Linked DNA regions of Mus musculus: all the other regions are linked to region 3. Evidence: chromatin contacts called from public ChIA-PET and HiChIP or PLAC-seq data. All regions are on one chromosome and are shown on one strand. Each heading gives the region's core, a stretch centred on a gene start, on an enhancer-like site or on the middle of the called end of the contact. The rest is flanking DNA. Distances are from core to core; before and after follow the strand shown. Region 1 has its middle 38 kb from the start of Gm14642. Region 2 has its middle 15 kb from the start of Gm14642. Region 3 holds the start of Pmepa1 (prostate transmembrane protein, androgen induced 1).

Region 1 (2,700 bases), core at 145-2,644, 160 kb before region 3:
TCCTGTGTCACGGTAGTCATGGTGGTCCACACTGATAGCTCTCATTGTGCTGGCTAGACAACCAGGCGTGGGATCCTGCTTATGATGTCGTCCATGTGTCCACAGAGCAGCACGGCTGACTCGATTCCCCCTCACCTTCTCTCTGGCGATTTCCCACACTGGCACAGGTCTATTACGATCCTCGAGACCTAGGACCTAGAGTTGCCAAGACAGCTAGGACTCACCCCTTGACCTATGTATTTCCTCACTGCCTCTGCCCTTCAGCTCTCCTGGGGGTCTGCTCCTGGCTGCTGAGAGGTTCCTCTGCACCAGAGCCAGGTGGCTGAACTGTTGTGAAACACCCACCCTGGATGTTATGAGGCGTCCACCCTGATGACCCTTGCCACATTGGAGGGGGGAGGATGTGGAAGAGTCCCTGGTACCATCCTCTCGGCTCCAGCCAGACCCAGCTGTGGCTCCTTCTTGCCCAGTTAATTCAGATCCCACATCTAGAGTCCTCTGGCCCCTCTCAGTTCCCACCAGACTGTGCAACATTTCCACAGTGTGGATTGGATTACATATTCCATGTCTCAAATCTGCCAATCCCAGCGTGGAGAAAAAAAACTCCCTGCTGTGTCTCCCAGGACCCTCTGTCCTACACTGCAGACTGGGCTCTAATGATGCCCTGGACCTGGACCTCCCCACCCTCTTGTCTCCTCCCCCCTCCTCCCTTCCTACTCTGTCAATCAGCATCACACTGATCAGGCCACTGGTTCCCCAGAGCTGTCTCAGAAGACATGGGTGGTGGAAAGGGAGACATTAAAGAAATGATCGCATCCATTTACTTAGTGCTGGTGGGTGGGGCACGTGAACGTCAGGGCATGAATGTGGACCTGGTTCTCTCCTTCCACTATGTGGGTTCTGGGGATTGAACTCAGGTTAGGTAGAGCCTTTATCCACTGAGGCATCTCACTGATCCTTCAACTGATGTCCCTGGCTCCTTTACCAATGCTTGGTCTCCCTCACTGGACCAAGAGAACAGACATGGAGTGGGTCTAGAGGACGGTGCAGGATGGATGAGGATTGGCCACACTGGTTAGGAGCGGTCATTTGCTGAGTGAAATCAAAGCAGGGGCCCTGGGGCCTATGCCCCCACATAGCACACACGGCTCACTCAGCTTGGACTTCAGGCATCAGGGAGGGCACAAACCTAGCTTAGGCCCCCGTTTCCACCACTGGGGTTGGGAGTATGTCTTTGAAACAGTATCAGCCACTTTCCTGAAGGGTTCCAGATGGCCCTCAGTTACAGATACCCAAGCAGAAAGAAGTGAGCCAAATCCTCCAGCCTCTACCCCCAGTCCCTGACCCATGTCCAGCTGGCTCCACCAAAGAAGTGACCTCAAACTCTGTGTGGCCAGCTGTATCCACTTCATGTTGACTCCACCTTAAAGCACTTCACTCTTTGGCCATTCACATTTATCAGCTCCATATCCCAGGCCCTGAAATCACCCACGTGAGTTAGTTACTGACACCCACACTAATTAAGCTAATTAAGAGTTTAAGAATTCTTTAATAATGGCCTGACTAAGATAGGTGAACGAATCCAAAATGCCTCTTGTTGATTAAGCTCAGGGGTACAGTGGTTTTTTGTGTGTGTTTTTTTTTAAGACAAAACTCGTAAAAGCCACAGTGTTCTAGGGAGGTTGCATCAGTGTTTGGGGCTGTGGTAACCTTGTAACATCTGTCTTTTTGCAGAGCTTAGCAGGAATTTCCAGACACAACACGACAATTATTTTTGATTTACACTTCCTCTGGTTATTTTAGCTTTATGTTTTAGCTTGCACAAACATTAATTATTTTGGTTAATACATCTGGACAATGGTTAGGGTCACAGACGGCCTCAAAAGCATTGGCAAGGCGGATGTGGTTATTGAGGGCTGGAAAGGCTGAGAAGGCAGATTCAAAATGGAGTCAGAACAAGAGAGTGTTACCTTAGTCTCTTCAGCCCAGTCCTGGATAGCACAGGCTATCCCACCCCCATCACCCTCTCCACCAGTAGCAGGTGTTCTCACTCTCGAAGACCTGAAAGTGGAAGTCAAAGAGCTGTCTGTGTGTCTCTCTTACACACAAGTTCATTCTGAGGCTGAGGTGAAGGCTCCCTTTTCCTCCCAGAGGGATTTATGCATTTGTTGTTTGTTTAGTTTACCTTTTTATTATGTCTCTTTGAGACAGAGTCTCATGTAGCCCAGGCTGGCCTCCAACTTGATATGTAGCTGAAGATGACCCCGAACTCCTGGGATTACAAGTGTACCGCCCATCGCATCTATGCGGTTCTGGGGATGCTCATGTTCAGTTGATGGGTAGAGTCTCAGACAGGAGTGCATTTCTGGGAGCTTTCCCTGGACTTCCCTCCACCAGTCCTGTGAGAGATCCAACCTCATTCCTATTTCTGAAGTGACTTTCATTTGTCACATGTCCACAGCCTTTCCTATAGCCACATGATGGTGTTTATAGCAACACTGAAGCTTTGAGTAAATACTGTGGTATCATCTCTAAAGGTGGAGGGGGCATGAGAATGCCCAGGCTGAAACAGACAAGGGGATAAGATAAGGTCATGATTATTTAGAAGTGGGAGAAGAAAGGTTGTGTAAATTTGACCCTGGTCATGTGTTCTGGCAAATTCCTCCACAGCTAATTACCACTGGGCAACTTCTAAAGACT
Region 2 (2,700 bases), core at 109-2,608, 130 kb before region 3:
CCCAACTGCTCCCAACTTCTCTCTCCATCCACCAGAGCAAGTGACACTTGTCTTAGAGCGTCTCTAGGACAGCTCCCTGTTCTGACACCTATAGAAAGGCAAGAGGGGTGGCAGCCAGAAGTCACCATCTGGCATCCTACAAGCCTGCAAGGAAAGCCAGCCCCAGCTGAGATTAGGACCAGATTATGTTTGAACTTGAACCGTGGTTCCTTCTCATGGTCTTTGAGGACCATCTGGAGAAAGCCAAGAAGGAGAGAGGAGACACAAAAGGCTACACACACCATCGCACACGGAGCCAAGGCTCAGCAGGTGCTATGTTCCATGCATAGCTGTTGAACTGCTGGGCACCACACTAGGACTTGCCTGGGAGGAAGGAGTTGTGTGGGGGGCTACTGGGATCTATAGGCCCGAGAGCAGCTAGAGTCAAGCTCTTGGAAGCCTGACAAAAGTGTCCTCGTGGCTCACACTCTGTACAGTGCTTTGTCACCTCTTCACAGAGTGAAACGTGACTTGTGTGGGTCACCTCACCTTAACGGTGAGTCACACCTGGTTCTAGTCTCTTGTGACTATCCCTCAAGGGGCAGAAAGTCCACGAGACGGTCATTTTTAACCCTTTTACTGATGGGACTGAAGAGACTCAGTGAAGAACCCCTCGTGATGCTTCTGGGCTGCTCTGCAAAGCCTGTGCCCACTCAACCCAACCTGCCATTGGGTTGGGTTGAATCCCATTGGTAGTGTCTTTCTGACCTGGAGCTTGGCTCTGGCAGGTGCTGTCTGACCCTGTGACCACTCGGACAGACTCAGTCTTGGCATTAGTGGGAGCATTTGCACACAACTCCGTTGCCAGTTTGCAGGCCATGCTGTTTCTGGGGCCATAATTTCATTTTTAACTAATAAGGATGTTAAGATCTGCCTCATGGGCTACAGAGGTCAGCAGCAGGTGCAAAGGCCCTGAGGTAGCTTTTGGTTCTGAAAAATGAACTAAAAGGAGCTGCACACATGCACACACATGCACACACTTGAACACACACACAAACATATACAAACACAAATATGCATGCACACACACAAACTTGTAACACACATGCACATACACACATACATTCTCTGTCTCTGTCTCTGTCTCTTTCACACACACACACACACACACACACACACACACACACACACACACACACATAGTTTCTAGCTCCTGTGGATTCAGGGTAGGTCTACCTGCCTCATCTCCTAGGGATTTAGAAGCCCAGAGTGCGTAGATCTCAGATCTCAATTGATCGGCCTCCTGGGTGAGCTGTCTGACACAGAAAATGTGTCTGTGAAAACCCAACGATGCCGGAAGATGCCCTTCAGGTGCCTGGGCTGACCCGGGGAAACCACAGACAGCAAGCTGTTGAAAGGAGACAGGAAGCCACTCCGTAGAGACACCCCCACCCCCACCCCAGCTGCTGACAGGCTGAGTGGAAGTGAAGAGGCCTCGCCTGTCGGATTAATTAAGGGTGGCGGTCTCATTAACCGCCGGCTGACCTCGGAAGCGCAGGCCCGCTGGGTGGGCAGCACGGTCCAGGGTCGTTAATGGTGATGTGTGTGGACTCATCAGAGAGACAGCCATCTTCCTTCAGGCCTGGCTTCAAACTGAAAAGGCCTTTGGCCTCTGGCTCTGCATGGTTACTGGTTTATGAACAAGGAGAGCCTAGCTATGGGGCTCAGAGGGGCCCCTCTGGGGAGCATGAGAAAAGGGCTTTACCAGCTACGGTCAGGTCTGCGATGGTCCCAGAACCAGCAGGGGGCTGGAGGACTGGTCCACCACATGGAAGTACCCGTACATCTTTTCTTCCAGTCTCTCTGACCTCTTTGTGGTACTGGGTATCGGACCTCGCGCATGCCAGGCAAACAAGAATCCTGCCGCTGAGCTCTCTCTCAAGCTTCCTTGAGTTTTAAAATCGAACATCTCAGGCTTTTGGATCCTTGTGCATGCTCCACATAGGTCCACACTTTGTGGTACCATCTGTAGTCACTCACTAGAGTTCTGGGAGGCTGGCCCTGTAGGGGCCCCATTCCATGGGTGGGTTGACTTAGATTCAGGACACACTTAAGTCGGGCCAGAGACAGATGCAGAGCTAAAGCCACCGTGCTGGGCTTCACGGCTATGACTGTCTGTGAGAGATAGGGTTAGCCGAACTTCCTGTTCACATGAGCTTCCAGATACATATGAGAAGATCCAGATAGACCTTCATCAGCCTGAATTGGCCTAGCAGTTATGTCTCTGCCTGAGCCTTGCCCTGTTCTGCAGAAAAACCAGCATGGGCCCTCTGTCAGAAAGCATCCTTTGAGAACTAGTGAAGAGGGCTGAGTGGGGAGATGGGGCCCGCCCACCTGCTGGTTTCAGGACTTCCTTCTTGCTTAAATCAAGTGGTGTTTGTTTGCATTTCAGACTGGGATTTCATCCATTCGGAGTTTCAGTTAAAGCGCACCAGATCTGGATCTGTTAAAATAAATTTTTTTTTTGTTTGTTTTTGTTTTTTGAGACAGGGTTTCTCTGTATAGCCCTGGCTGTCCTGGAACTCACTTTGTAGACCAGGCTGGCCTCGAACTCAGAAATCCGCCTGCCTCTGCCTCCTGAGTGCTGGGATTAAAGGCATGCACCACCACGCCCAGCAAGGTTTTTCTTCTTAAGAGAGGGTTTGCAGTATAAGCCTCCAG
Region 3 (2,700 bases), core at 6-2,505:
CAGAGGAACCCACTTCCTGGGCTGCTCTGAAAACTATTCTCTCAGCTTCACCTATTCACCAGTCTATTAAAAATAAATAACAAAAACCTGTGAAAGCTTTCCCCTTCTTTAATGACAAGGGACACAGCCCCTTAAAGTCCTTGGATCCCTCGTGGGCAGGGACAGGTACTCCATCAGGCTGTGCAGAACTTAGGCTCCGTCTTCCTGAGCCTTCACCGCTGTGCTTAGCTGAACCGAACACTTTCTCTGGCTGTAAAATGAAGCCAAATAATAATTTGTCTCCCCAAGTTGCTATGGGAGACATTACTATCTGGTGTGCTTCTGGCACACAGTAGGCACGCCAGGCGACTGAAAGTTTAGGAATGGGTCAAGGAGGCGTACTTCATATTTGAGGCTGGCTTTGCGCTAGGGATGGGAGGCCTCTTATGTAACAGTTTAATATCTTTGAAGCCAGAGCACGGGTTCCCATAGCTCTCCAGTAATTAATTAAAACTTAATGAACAAAAAGCACCCTCCCTTGACCCCCTTTTACACTCTGAGCCACACAACCCAGTCGGTGGCCCTTGGGGCGGCAGATAGAGGGTGAGGGTGTGTAACTGCTTGGGTGTCCCATAATAGTAACACACACACACACACACACACACACACACACTCTCACCCCCAGTCCCGGGCACTAATTTACAAGGCAAGGACCAGGGGGCGCTTCTCGGGGCGTGTCTACAGAAATTCCAGTCTATCCAAAAGGCCCAGTTAAAGAGCCGCGCGGGGTTGGGGGTTGCGGAGGGGCTCAGACTAATTCTCAGTCTCCTGAGAAATACAGCTATGGATGGGTCTTTACTCCAGACCCTCCATGCTCTGATCTCCATGCATTAAACTCTTCCAAGGCGCCCCAGAAACCTTATAGTCTTCGGGTGCCCCCAAAAGCCTGGGTGGAGGGCCCCAGGGGCAGGAGTTGGAGAGGAGAACACCTTAACTTTTCGTCTTGATTCTTGTTCTGTGTTGTGACCGCCGCAGGCACGGGGGCTCCCGCGGACCGGGCCTGCGGAGTCTCGAGGGCGCTGGGTCTACGCAGCGCCGGCGACCGGTCTACATGGACGCTAGGCTCGGGCCCTTTAAGAGCCCGCCCCGCGAGCGACGGGCCCGCCCCCCGGGCCGAGGAGGGTGCGGGGGCCGTCGGCGGGGATTGGCGCAGCGCGCGCCCCCTCCGCGGCCCCCGCGCGGTGGGAACCGGCAGCCCCGTCTAGCGCTGACGTCAGACCGTCTGCCTGCCTCCGACCGCGGGCGCGCGGCGCAACCCGATCTCCTTGGACTTGAATGAGGAGCGGGCGGCGGCGCTCAGCTGCGGATCGGCCGGCGCGCAGGCTGAGCCCGGCGGCCCCGTGCCCCGGCCGCCCGCCCGTGCCCCGCACGCCGCCCGCGGCCACGGCCCGCCGCCCCGGGGCTCCCGCTCGGCGGCCGGGGGACCCAGCTCGCCTCGGGGACCTCGGCGGCGCCCCGAGCCCGCGCCGCGCTGCTCGCTGTATGCGGGGCCCGAGCCCCGCGCGCCGGCCGGAGCCGCCCCCGCGCCCCGCGCCTCGCGCCCCGCGCCGCCCGTGACCGCTTGATGGGGGTCAACGGCACCGCCGCCGCCGCCGCCGGGCAGCCCAATGTCTCCTGCGCGTGCAACTGCCAGCGCTCTTTGTTCCCCAGCATGGAGATCAGTGAGTGTGCCCTGTTCCCCCCGGGACAGCCCCGTGGGATCCCCGGCCCGGGACATCGGGATCGCGTGGGGACTCGGGGGCCGCGCGCCTGCCTCGCCCAGGCTCCCCGGTTGCGCTCGCCGCGCCCGGGGCGCGCCCTCCCGGAGGCTCGCGGCAGCTGGCGGCCGGCCCGGCTTTGTCCCGCGGCGCTGCGAGCCTGGCACGGTCCCCGCCGCGCGCGCCCCGCCCGGCCCGACTCGGACCCGGGGCTCGGCGGGGACGTCGCGCCTCTTGGGAGGGCCAGGGGAGCCGGGTCGGGGAAGTTTCCATTCCGTTTTCCCTAGGGGCCGCGGCGATGGAGCAATTAGGCTCTTTATCAACTTTGGGCGGGGGAGCGGGCGGGGGAGACACTGTCTGGCCCGGGAGGTGTCTGGGGCTCCTGGCGTGTGTCTGGAGTGGCCATGGCGATGCGTCCCGGGTTTCCGTGCGTATGTAGAGTGCGCTAGTCTGTCTGTCTGAGTCTCCGCGCGTCTTTTGGTGTCTGTGGTTCAGAGTCGCGGTCTGTGCCGGCCGAGTGCGTGTCCGAGTGTTCCTGCATCTCAGTGTGACTGATTTGCTGTGTGCTCGTGGCGGGGGTTGGGGATATGATCTGGATCCAGCCAGATTTAAGGACCGTTTGTGTTCAGGTGTCTGAATCCAGGGCTCAGCGCTGGCGCGTCTAGCCCACCGCGGATCCCCAGTGTGTGTCATTGTGAATGTCTGTCCCGGACTCCTATAAATAGCCTCTGTCTGGACTGCTTGGCTCACTCTGGCTGGGACGGTGGTTACAAATGAGTCAAAGTTTTGGGGCTGTTTGTGTTGAGACCTCCTTGGAGGTGGTAGACTCAGGGTGGTGAGTGCCCCGTTTGAACCCCATCCTGCACCTCCAGAAGTTGAGATCAGCGAACATCTACTTCCTTGTGTGGCCCACCCAGGTGGCTGTTGGGTTGGGTGGAGAATTGAAACCTCATTCCCTACCATC

The links. ChIA-PET counts read pairs in DNA pulled down with a chosen protein or histone mark. HiChIP or PLAC-seq counts read pairs in DNA pulled down with a chosen protein or histone mark.
Region 1: a contact with region 3 is called in a BATF HiChIP or PLAC-seq map of CD8 T cells, with 11 read pairs. The contact joins the enhancer-like site here to the promoter of Pmepa1 in region 3. A contact is called at or near these places in 7 of 39 promoter capture datasets (HPC-7-derived erythroid cells, cranial neural crest, embryonic stem cells and 3 more), 1 of 15 datasets of contacts at CTCF or cohesin (CD8 T cells), 22 of 484 Hi-C or Micro-C datasets (the 3T3-L1 cell line, B cells, the C2C12 cell line and 14 more), 24 of 115 datasets of contacts at active chromatin or transcription factors (CD8 T cells, DN3 thymocytes, the SCID.adh cell line and 18 more) and 3 of 9 other capture datasets (adipose tissue, liver and pancreatic islet).
Region 2: an RNA polymerase II ChIA-PET map of memory CD8 T cells shows a contact between it and region 3, with 999 read pairs. The contact joins the enhancer-like site here to the promoter of Pmepa1 in region 3. A contact is called at or near these places in 7 of 39 promoter capture datasets (the 3T3-L1 cell line, cranial neural crest, hippocampal neurons and 3 more), 4 of 15 datasets of contacts at CTCF or cohesin (CD8 T cells, embryonic stem cells, large pre-B cells and 1 more), 35 of 484 Hi-C or Micro-C datasets (B cells, the C2C12 cell line, CD4 T cells and 14 more), 34 of 115 datasets of contacts at active chromatin or transcription factors (CD8 T cells, the SCID.adh cell line, Th2 cells and 25 more) and 4 of 9 other capture datasets (adipose tissue, embryonic stem cells, liver and 1 more).

What each region holds. Positions count from the first base shown.
Region 1 is chr2:173,431,070-173,433,769 of GRCm38.p6, reverse strand. No RefSeq gene overlaps it. Among named protein-coding and RNA genes, the nearest start is that of Gm14642, 38 kb to the right of the region's middle. Within about 2 kb of position 1,394, at least 31 of the 459 cell types and tissues checked have an H3K27ac peak or open chromatin away from gene starts, as enhancers often do. A contact at or near this core is called in the C2C12 cell line, CD8 T cells, Th1 cells and 4 more, where this site is marked.
Region 2 is chr2:173,408,384-173,411,083 of GRCm38.p6, reverse strand. No RefSeq gene overlaps it. Among named protein-coding and RNA genes, the nearest start is that of Gm14642, 15 kb to the right of the region's middle. Within about 2 kb of position 1,358, at least 83 of the 459 cell types and tissues checked have an H3K27ac peak or open chromatin away from gene starts, as enhancers often do. A contact at or near this core is called in B cells, CD8 T cells, the P5424 cell line and 11 more, where this site is marked.
Region 3 is chr2:173,275,088-173,277,787 of GRCm38.p6, reverse strand. It overlaps Pmepa1 (prostate transmembrane protein, androgen induced 1), which reads left to right and starts at 1,255. Exons shown (of 4, transcript NM_022995.3): 1 at 1,255-1,700. The coding sequence starts at 1,604.